3 separate regions of the Sus scrofa genome follow, and all the other regions are linked to region 1. Evidence: chromatin contacts called from public Hi-C data. All regions are on one chromosome and are shown on one strand. The core of a region is the stretch at or near the end of the contact, and the rest is flanking DNA. Distances in the headings are between cores, read along the strand shown.

Region 1 (2,811 bases), core at 121-2,620:
TTTTTTTTTTTTTTTTTTGTCTTTTTTAGGGCAGCACCTGTGCCATATGGAGGTTTCCAGGCTAGGGGTCAAGTTGGAGCTGTAGCCACTGGCCTACACCACAGCCATAGCAACCTGGGGTCTGAGCCACATCTGCAACCTACACCACAGCTCACGGCAACACCAGATCCTTAACCCACTGAGCGAGGCCAGGGATCAAACTCACGTCCTCATGGATCTTCGTCAGGTTTGTAACCTGCTGAGCCACATAGAGAAGTTCTTCCTCTTACCTCACATCTAGCTCTCCCTTTTTCTAAGGACCTCCCTGTAGATAAGCAGTGTGCAAATGACAAAGGAATCACCAAGTGTGGCTCACAGGATTTCCCAGGTGCTTGGCGTGTGTGCATATGTGTACCTTGGGGAAGAGTAAGAGGTGAGACACGGAGCAGGGCAGTCCGTCCCAGGCCCTGCAGACACAGGTGGACATAAACGAGACACAATCGATGGGCAGCATCAGTGTGGAAACATCTCCTGGAGAACAGATCGTGGGCTTCCAATCAAGGAATCAACAAGAGTTGACCGAAGAAGCAAGTTTTCCGCGTGTGTGAGAAGGACGTCCAGCAAAAGACCAGATCCCAAGAGGCAGGAATAGAAAGGGGAGCATGAGCTAAACCCGGTTCAGGAGGAAGGGCCGGCTGTGCGGGAGGCTTAGCTGGCGGCTCCTGGCGAGTGAGAGCAGGGGGAAGGGGCAGGGTGGTTTCGCAGGAGCATTGAAGGTTCTGAAGGCTCTGGTCTGCAGGGCCTGGTGAGCACTGATAGAAACCGCGAGAGCAGCCTAAGGCCTTTGCAGCCCAGGGCACGTACATCTGGGAAGTCTGTGGACTTAGATTTCTATTCTGGCTTCTAAACAGATGGGTAGGCTTCAGACCTGTACTTACTAGTACATTTAACCCATAAACGAAGGTCTCTCTAGCAGGAACCTCTGCCCCAAATGGCTTTCCCAAACTGTCGGATGCAGGATGTGACAGGAAAATCAATGTTTATGGAACAGCTGCGATGTGCCGGGCACTGTGCTAGGGGCGTGTGCGTGCGTGCTCGTGCCTGTATCATCTCATGACGTCCTCACAGCGAGTGTCTGAAGCAGTCGTCGTCACTCATGAGGAAGGAGGCTCAGAGAGGTTTAGTGATTTGCCCAAAGGCACGCGGAGTCGTGGGCCTGGATTCAAACCTGGCTCTGCTTCGCTCAAGGCCTCTTGATTCAATGAACCTTTTCTGCAGGTCTGCGCTCAGCCGGACACTGGCTGTCTCCCCGACCCAGAGCCGGAAGCCGCCTGCCTTCCTGTGTGTTCCTTTCCTTTTCACTGCTGGCGGGGGTGGCTGAGCTGACGCAGCTCCTGGGTTTTTTCCCAGACTGAACGCTTGCGAAGATTTCACTCTGCTCGAGCGTGACTCTGCTGTCTTTGGAGCCTGTCACTGCTTGTGGCTTTGCCTCCTGCCCCTCATGGGTGGCGTGGCGCCTTTGATCAAAGCAGCCGCTGCTATGGGGTGGGCCCAGCCGGGGTGTGTGGTAGCATTCCCCCTGAAGGCACAGCTGAGCTCTGGGTGCTTTGGAGCAGGAGGCCTCTGTGTGCGCGACCCAGCTCACCCCGCCCTCCGCCTCCGTGTCTTTGCAGAAGGAGGGGGGTAGGTGATCCCTTCTTAGTCCAGGCTCCCTGACACTCCCTTTGCCTCGAAAATTTGGAAGAAGTTCTTTGATTGGTAGTCCTGCCAGCCAGTCATTCCTGACATTGGAGTGTGGCATTAGATCACGGTGCGACAAGGCAGACACAGTGCTTAGAGCAAAGCAGGTACTGGACAAAGCGGTGCTAGTAACCAATGTTTTACACGGCGTCTATGGACCATCTAAAGTGTTAGATTCGGCGTTTATTGAACTGGTTTTCAGACTCATGGACACAGAGAGCAGACTTGCGGTGGCCAAACGGTCAGGGGAAGAAGTGGGATGGGCAGGGAGTTGGAGGTTAGTTGATTGCAAACTGTGACATTTAGAATGGGTAAGCAGTGAGGTCCTCCAGTACAGCACAGGGAACCATATCCGTCTCTTGGGATAGAACATGATGGAAGATAGTATGAGAAAAAGAACGTGTATAGATAGTGACTGGGTCATGATGCTGTATGGCAGAAATTGGCACACTGGGGAGTTCCTGTCATGGCTCAGTGGAAACGAATCTGACTAGTATCCATGAGGATGCAGGTTTGATCCCTGGCCTCACCTAGTGGGTTAAGGATCCAGCGTTGCCATGAGCTGTGGTGTAGGTCGGCAGCTGTAGCTCCGATTGGACCCCTAGCCTGGGAACTTCCATATGCCATGGGTGCAGCCCTAAAAAGCAAAAAACAAAGCAAAAAAAGAAGAAGAAGAAGAAGAAGAAAGAAAGGCAACTATCAGCCTGCGTACTGCTCCAAATGTGCCAAGTTTAGCTTTCCAACTAGAGGAGCCTTTTCTGGCCCACACGGCCCTGTGACAGCTGGCAGAAGACGGCAAGCCCTCTACGGCCGTGACCTCTAGCTCTGCCCCTCTGTTGCTCCCAAGTATATCCTGTGTGCTTAAAAAGGCCGCGCGTGTTTCTACGATGAAGGCGAACACGAGGCGGATGGTTAATGAATTCTCTATCAATAGAGTCTTACCATCTGATGGTCTGATTCAGCAAAAAATGTGCGTCCCAGTTTTCATCAACTCACCCAGACGACAGAGGCATTTTTGATTTGACCATGAAGGCGTCAGGCTCTGTCATTGTCGGGGCTTGAACTAAGCACTAACTTGTTCCTGGTTTGGGT
Region 2 (2,811 bases), core at 112-2,611, 200 kb after region 1:
TTCACAGAGCTGGTTAGTGATAGACCTGGACTTTGAACCCAGGCAGACACATTTTCCTCTCTGCCGTCTTGCCATGCTAGCAACGCTAAGTGCCCCAAACCGAAAGAATCAGTTCACTGTAATAGCTGACACCTCCTGAATGCTTGCTCTGTGCCAGGCACCGTTCTAACCGCAGAGGCGTCACCTCCTTCATCTGTCACATCACTCCTGCAGGTTCCACTAGAAGGTGGGCGCCACGGTCAGCATCATTTTACAGATGAGGAAGCTGAGACACAGAGAGGTTAAGCCATCACTTCAAGTCATGTAACTGCTAAATGACAGAACCAGATTCAGACCCAAGCAGCACGGTTCTAGAAACTCCTGTCAGACGGGACCCTCATTCCTCAGATCATTCCTGGCAAGATGGAGAGTTTATATTCCATGCAAGCATGATTCTGGGCAAACAGTTTATTCCTGAAGCCCCTCTCTATTCCCGAACGCACCTGCTGGGTGAACCTGGTATGATTACATTTTTCTTTCCAAGACTCCTTTTCTTTCTTTCTTTCTTTCTTTTTTTTTTTTTTTTTTTTTGTCTTTCTCTCTTTTCTAGGGCCACACCCACGACATGTGGAGGTTCCCAGGCTAGGAGTCGAATCGGAGCTGTAGCCACTGGCCTACGCCAGAGCCACAGCAATGCCAGATTCGAGCCACGTCTGCAACCTACACCACAGCTCGTGGCAACACCAGATCCTTAACTCACTGAGTGAGGCCAGGGATTGAACCTGCAACCTCATGGTTCCTAGTTGGATTCGTTAACCACTGCGCCACGACGGGAACTCCCCAAGACTACTTTTCAAACTGCTATTTTTTAGAGGTTCCCCCAAACAAGTTGAGGCCCCGGACTGAGCCTGCAAGAAGGGCCGCCCCATCCCCTTGTCATGATGGATCCCCCTCCTGGGGACCCCAGGCCCAGAGGGGCGCCACCCACCTTCCGGCTTGCACACAGGACTGTCAGGGAGCTTGGCGGAGTCTGGCTCTTGGCACAGACTCTGGGAGATCAGACAGCGCTCACTGGATGAAGGGACACTGCCAACGCTTAGGGACCTAAAATTAGACCTACCAGCTGTGTTTTGGTTTTGCAAGCACGTGTGTGTCTGCTCCATTCTTGAGCGTGCCGGGTGTTGAAATATAGATGGAACCTGCTCTCTGAAGTACAGGGAAAGCACGCCATTCGTGCACCTTGTCTTTAATTTACTGTTTCTCTTCTGAGGCCCCGTCACTCCTTCACGGCCCCGGGAGTGACATTCCCCTCCGTCCTCTTTCTCCTGTGGGCCTCCAAGGCCTCCAAGGCCCACATCCACATTCACCCTTAAGAAACCCAGCCGGTCTCTGCGGAGGCGGAGCACAAAGCACATGATTCCTGCTCTCTGTCCAGGCTCTCTGCCCCCTGGGTCACAGCCTCTTCTGGAACATACTACCTGCTGACCTTAGCAAAAGGGGCCACGGCTGGTCCAAGAGCGGGTTCTTGGCCTGGGAGGGAGTAGGGCTGGTGGGTGGCTGTGAGACATGGGGTAGAGAGGCCCTGGGGTCCCCACCCATGAGGATGGCCCTGGGCAAGGGCAAGCCACCCACGAGGGAAGGTCGCAGGGGGTCCAGGAGAGCAGGCAAGGCATCCTGAGCCCATTCAGGCTGCTGTCCCAAAAAAAACACCATAGACGGGGTCGCTTATAAATTTTAAATTTAATTTCAATTTAAAATTTAATTCACTTATAAATTTTAATTTAATGTCAATTTTAAATTTAATACATTTACATTTAAGTGGCCCTGTGGGGCTAGTGGCTGCTGTAGGGGACAACACCTTGGGAAGGGAAGCGGCTCGGCCAGCGTGCACACGAAGCACCAGAGGTGGGGACCCACGCCTGCGATGACTTCGGGTTCCCCACTGCAGGCCCCTGTCTCCACGCAGGGCCGCCCCAACCCATCCACACAGGGCCGGCTTGCCAGCCCCTTTCCCTGGTGCCCTCAAGGGAAGTGTGTCTCTTTCCCCTCTAGAGCCTTTAATCGTCCTGGCCGTAGGGAGGTTCCCGCAGAGCCTGGACCAAACTCGAGCTGCTGAGGTTATCAGCGCATCTCTCTTGGCGAGCCCCTCTCCCAGGCGGCCTCTCCTGCCTGCGGCCACGGGCCCGCGAGGAGAGCACCCTGTGCTCGTCCGTCAGCGTCGACCGCCCACCCCATCCTCTCACCCGGACCACGGCCGCCTCCTCACTCGATGCTCTGCTCGGCCCTGACCTCCCGCAGTCCCTCGTGCCCACGGCCGTCCTGGCCATCTTTTTCGAAGGGGAATTGGGACCTCTCAATCCGATGTGTTGAATCACTCGGGGGCTACACTTAGCACCCCTCGGCTTCTGCTTACCTCTCCATCACACCCCACTCGGCTCTCCCTGTCATCCCTCCCGCCCCCCAGTGCCTCCCTGTTAGGTCACCCGGGCACTTAACCCGCTATAAATCCCTGGGGGAGGGGCCTTGTGTTCGCAGCGGACGACGCAGTCCTTAGGACACAGCAGGTCCTTAATAAAAATGTACTGAGTGATGAGGGAATCCTGGATTAGCACGTCGGGGCCATGACAAGTGCAAGGAGTACCCATGTTTCACCACCAGAAAGGTGATCCTGGCGCACATCCCTTCGAAGCACTTGGTGTGCTTGAAGACACTGTACATTGATCCTGAAGTTAAAATGAAATACGTGTATCTTACGCGCTGAGCTATAAACCAGGAAAGAGACCGTCTATCTCAAGGCTGTGACTCCCTCTCCCCCAAAACAGCATCTTGGGC
Region 3 (2,811 bases), core at 92-2,591, 150 kb after region 1:
ATGCTCGAAGCAGAGTCCAATTCTACTGTATGGGCCAAATCTCTTTTTAGGCTAAAGGCCCTGGTCTCTCCTGACCACCAGTTTCCACCAAACTGTATGATGTGCCTCCAGTCCAGCACGGCCTCAGAACTGCAAACTACATGGACCTCTCCAGTAAGGCCGCCCACTCCCCCCACTCCTCCACACAGGGTCCCCTGGAGGTTAAAAGAGTTTATTTTGAAATGAAAGGGCAACTGGAAAACGCTTCAATTTTCACGTGGCAAACCCTCATAAGCCTTCATTCGTCCTGACTGCTGTTCACAGCAGCAGCCCGGAATATGCTTTTTCCAGCCAGTCTGTTGTTGGTCTTAGGAAACAGATCCCTCTTCTTGATTTGACTCCCCCCCACCCCCGCCTCCTGTGCATTTGTTCTGCTTAAACCTTTCAGCACATTTGTTAATTTGAGTGACACTGAAAAACATCGCCACCCCATTCACGTGGAGTCATCGGTCCACGGGATGTGCCTCATTCATCTGCTTGGTTCCTTCCCTTTCAGCAGATACCATTGTGTTTTGAAACTCTGGATAATTATAGCTCTGTAAACCTAGAGTACAAGATCGCTTGGCTCCAGCCAGCTCCGCGCTCCTTTGGTAATAGTGTCATTGTTTAGTAATCGCCCTCTTCACAGAGCAAAGGGATCCCTGTTAGCCAAGAGGTCTACTCGCAGCACTTCCCCTGGGCCAGATAAACAGGAGCAGGGGCGTTCCTACCCAGAGAAGCAAAACACTCACGAGAGACTCGCCGCAAGTTTGACCAGGGCTGCTTTATCCCTCCCTCTGCAATGTCTTCACCTTGTCTTAGAAACAGATCAGCCCCCAGGCAGCCTTGCCCTTTGCTGGTGAAATCCTGGCTACGTGCAGGGAGCCCCGGGTGGGTGGTGTGCAGTGGAGAAACGGGGTGAAGGATGTGGGATGGGATTCAGAGCCCGGAGGGGTGGTCCCCCTGGATGGGAAGGAAGACATTTTCCTCCGCCCTTCTGGGTTATTCTTCTGCTCTAAGAATTCGACTGACGTGAGACTGATGAACGAGAGAAAATCCAACAAAAGGTGAATAACGTGTATACATGGGAGGGACCCAGGAAAGTTGTTTCACTGGCTGCAATGGCTGAAGCCCTCTCCTTAAATAGCGTCTTCTGCCAAAGACAGAAAGGGATGCTGGGTGGTGGTTTAGGACTTCAAAGGGGAGGAAGGCGTGCAGATGGAAAAGCCAGTGTTTGGAAAGTAAATGTGTGCTGGCCCTGCAGGGACAATGGGACCCGTGTCAACTCTGATCTTTAGGCTCTGCCTCGTGTTTCCCGCCAGACCCAGCCAGGAATCTTTGAGAATGTCTCTGGTGCCAGCTCTATTCTGGGAACCTGCCCTCTGTCTAAATGCTTTTAGGTAGTTAGGGGCAAGGTCAGTTTCTTCCTGAGTCTTTCTGGTGCTGATTGTTCTCAGCTTGAAATAAGCCGTGTGCCAAAGAGATATTTGGGAGTGACAAGTTGATCTCCCCTACCTTCCCAAGGGTGAGAGAGAGGAGAGAGAAACATCCCGAAGCTATTTGCCCGGAAGTGCAGGATGACCTCTGGGAGCTCTATGGGGGAGTCAGGGGAGGAGAGCAATGTAGCAAGAGGTAAGCGTTCTTAGACTCTGTGGACAGTCTCAGCAGGGAGTCTACAGCCACGTGTCCCAGCCTGTGGGTCCCAGTGAGGTCAGAGCCCAGGTTCCTCCGGGTCTTGCCCCACCTGCTGACACGTCCCAGAAGGTGACCTGCCCTACTGGTGCTTCAGAGTCCCTGGGCCATCGACTCAGAGGGCGGAGACTTGAGCCACATGGAACTCCTTTCCTCTGTCACTCCAGGTGGACCTAAGAGCCTGAGGCTGCCCCATCAGAAAATAAGGACCCTCAGCAAAGCACCCCTACACACCTACACTCACACGCTGCCCTTCCGCCTCCTCAGCTGTCCCTGGCCTGAGCCTGCAGCCGCAAGGGAGCAAATGGTGGAGGATGAGAGAAAAGACAGAGGGAGATTGAGAAGATAGAAGTGAAGAGTGATGTCGGCCTCCTCCTGGAGCTGATTCACTGTGGACCCGGAAGGTGCAGAAATGCTGTAACCATCCTGTGAATCAGTAGCTCATGCCTGATTACTAGAAACATTTTTTTCTTTTTTTTCCTCCTTTCTTTTCTTTTCCTTTTTTTTTTTAGACCAAACCTGACCCCAAGCTGGGTCAGGGCTCAAATCCGCACAACAGCAGTGACAACACCAGATCCTTAACCCACTGAGCTACTGGGAAACAACTCTTTTCTTTCTTTCTTCATACATATATACATATGTACTTTTTATATTTATACATTTTTGTATGAACTGCTATGTATGTACACATGTATGTGTGTGTATATATATATAATATACGTGTGTGTGTGTATATATATATATAATTATAGTTTGAGTATAAAATTATTTTAAAGTGAAAATATTTGAAATCCTATCTGAATGTCCCTTATCTGGCCAAAGCAGAACCTTCCGAAAAATACAGCTGCCACCAGCCCCGCTTTAAGGGGGTTTCCTGCAAATTTCAGGAAGGAGGCGGACTGGCCTCTCCCATCAGCATTGAGAAAACCCAGCAAAACCTGGTCCAGTTTCCCACAAGGCCCCGCCCCCCTCCCCTTTCTGTTAAGTTGGTAAATTAACCTTTACCTCCAAGATTCAGCACGTTACCCATTACCAAGAACTCCCACAGGCACATGTAAATGAACCATATTTTTTCTCCTGTTAATCTGTCTCCTGTCAGTT

What was found. Hi-C and Micro-C count contacts between places; a contact is called where the count stands out from the background.
Region 2: a Hi-C map of skeletal muscle shows a contact between it and region 1, with 2.8 times the contacts expected there. The contact joins two enhancer-like sites. A contact is called at or near these places in 2 of 47 Hi-C or Micro-C datasets (embryonic fibroblasts and skeletal muscle).
Region 3: a contact with region 1 is called in a Hi-C map of skeletal muscle, with 4 times the contacts expected there. The contact joins two enhancer-like sites. A contact is called at or near these places in 4 of 47 Hi-C or Micro-C datasets (embryonic fibroblasts, fibroblasts, liver and 1 more) and 1 of 2 datasets of contacts at active chromatin or transcription factors (skeletal muscle).

What each region holds. Positions count from the first base shown.
Region 1 is chr7:10,506,316-10,509,126 of Sscrofa11.1, forward strand. All of the region lies in intron 2 of LOC106507125 (a long non-coding RNA gene), which reads left to right. Among named protein-coding and RNA genes, the nearest start is that of CD83, 160 kb to the left of the region's middle. Within about 2 kb of position 1,371, at least 5 of the 83 cell types and tissues checked have an H3K27ac peak or open chromatin away from gene starts, as enhancers often do. A contact at or near this core is called in skeletal muscle, where this site is marked.
Region 2 is chr7:10,704,385-10,707,195 of Sscrofa11.1, forward strand. No RefSeq gene overlaps it. Among named protein-coding and RNA genes, the nearest start is that of MIR9807, 53 kb to the right of the region's middle. Within about 2 kb of position 1,362, at least 4 of the 83 cell types and tissues checked have an H3K27ac peak or open chromatin away from gene starts, as enhancers often do. A contact at or near this core is called in skeletal muscle, where this site is marked.
Region 3 is chr7:10,656,385-10,659,195 of Sscrofa11.1, forward strand. All of the region lies in intron 3 of LOC106507125 (a long non-coding RNA gene), which reads left to right. Among named protein-coding and RNA genes, the nearest start is that of MIR9807, 100 kb to the right of the region's middle. Within about 2 kb of position 1,342, at least 22 of the 83 cell types and tissues checked have an H3K27ac peak or open chromatin away from gene starts, as enhancers often do. A contact at or near this core is called in skeletal muscle, where this site is marked.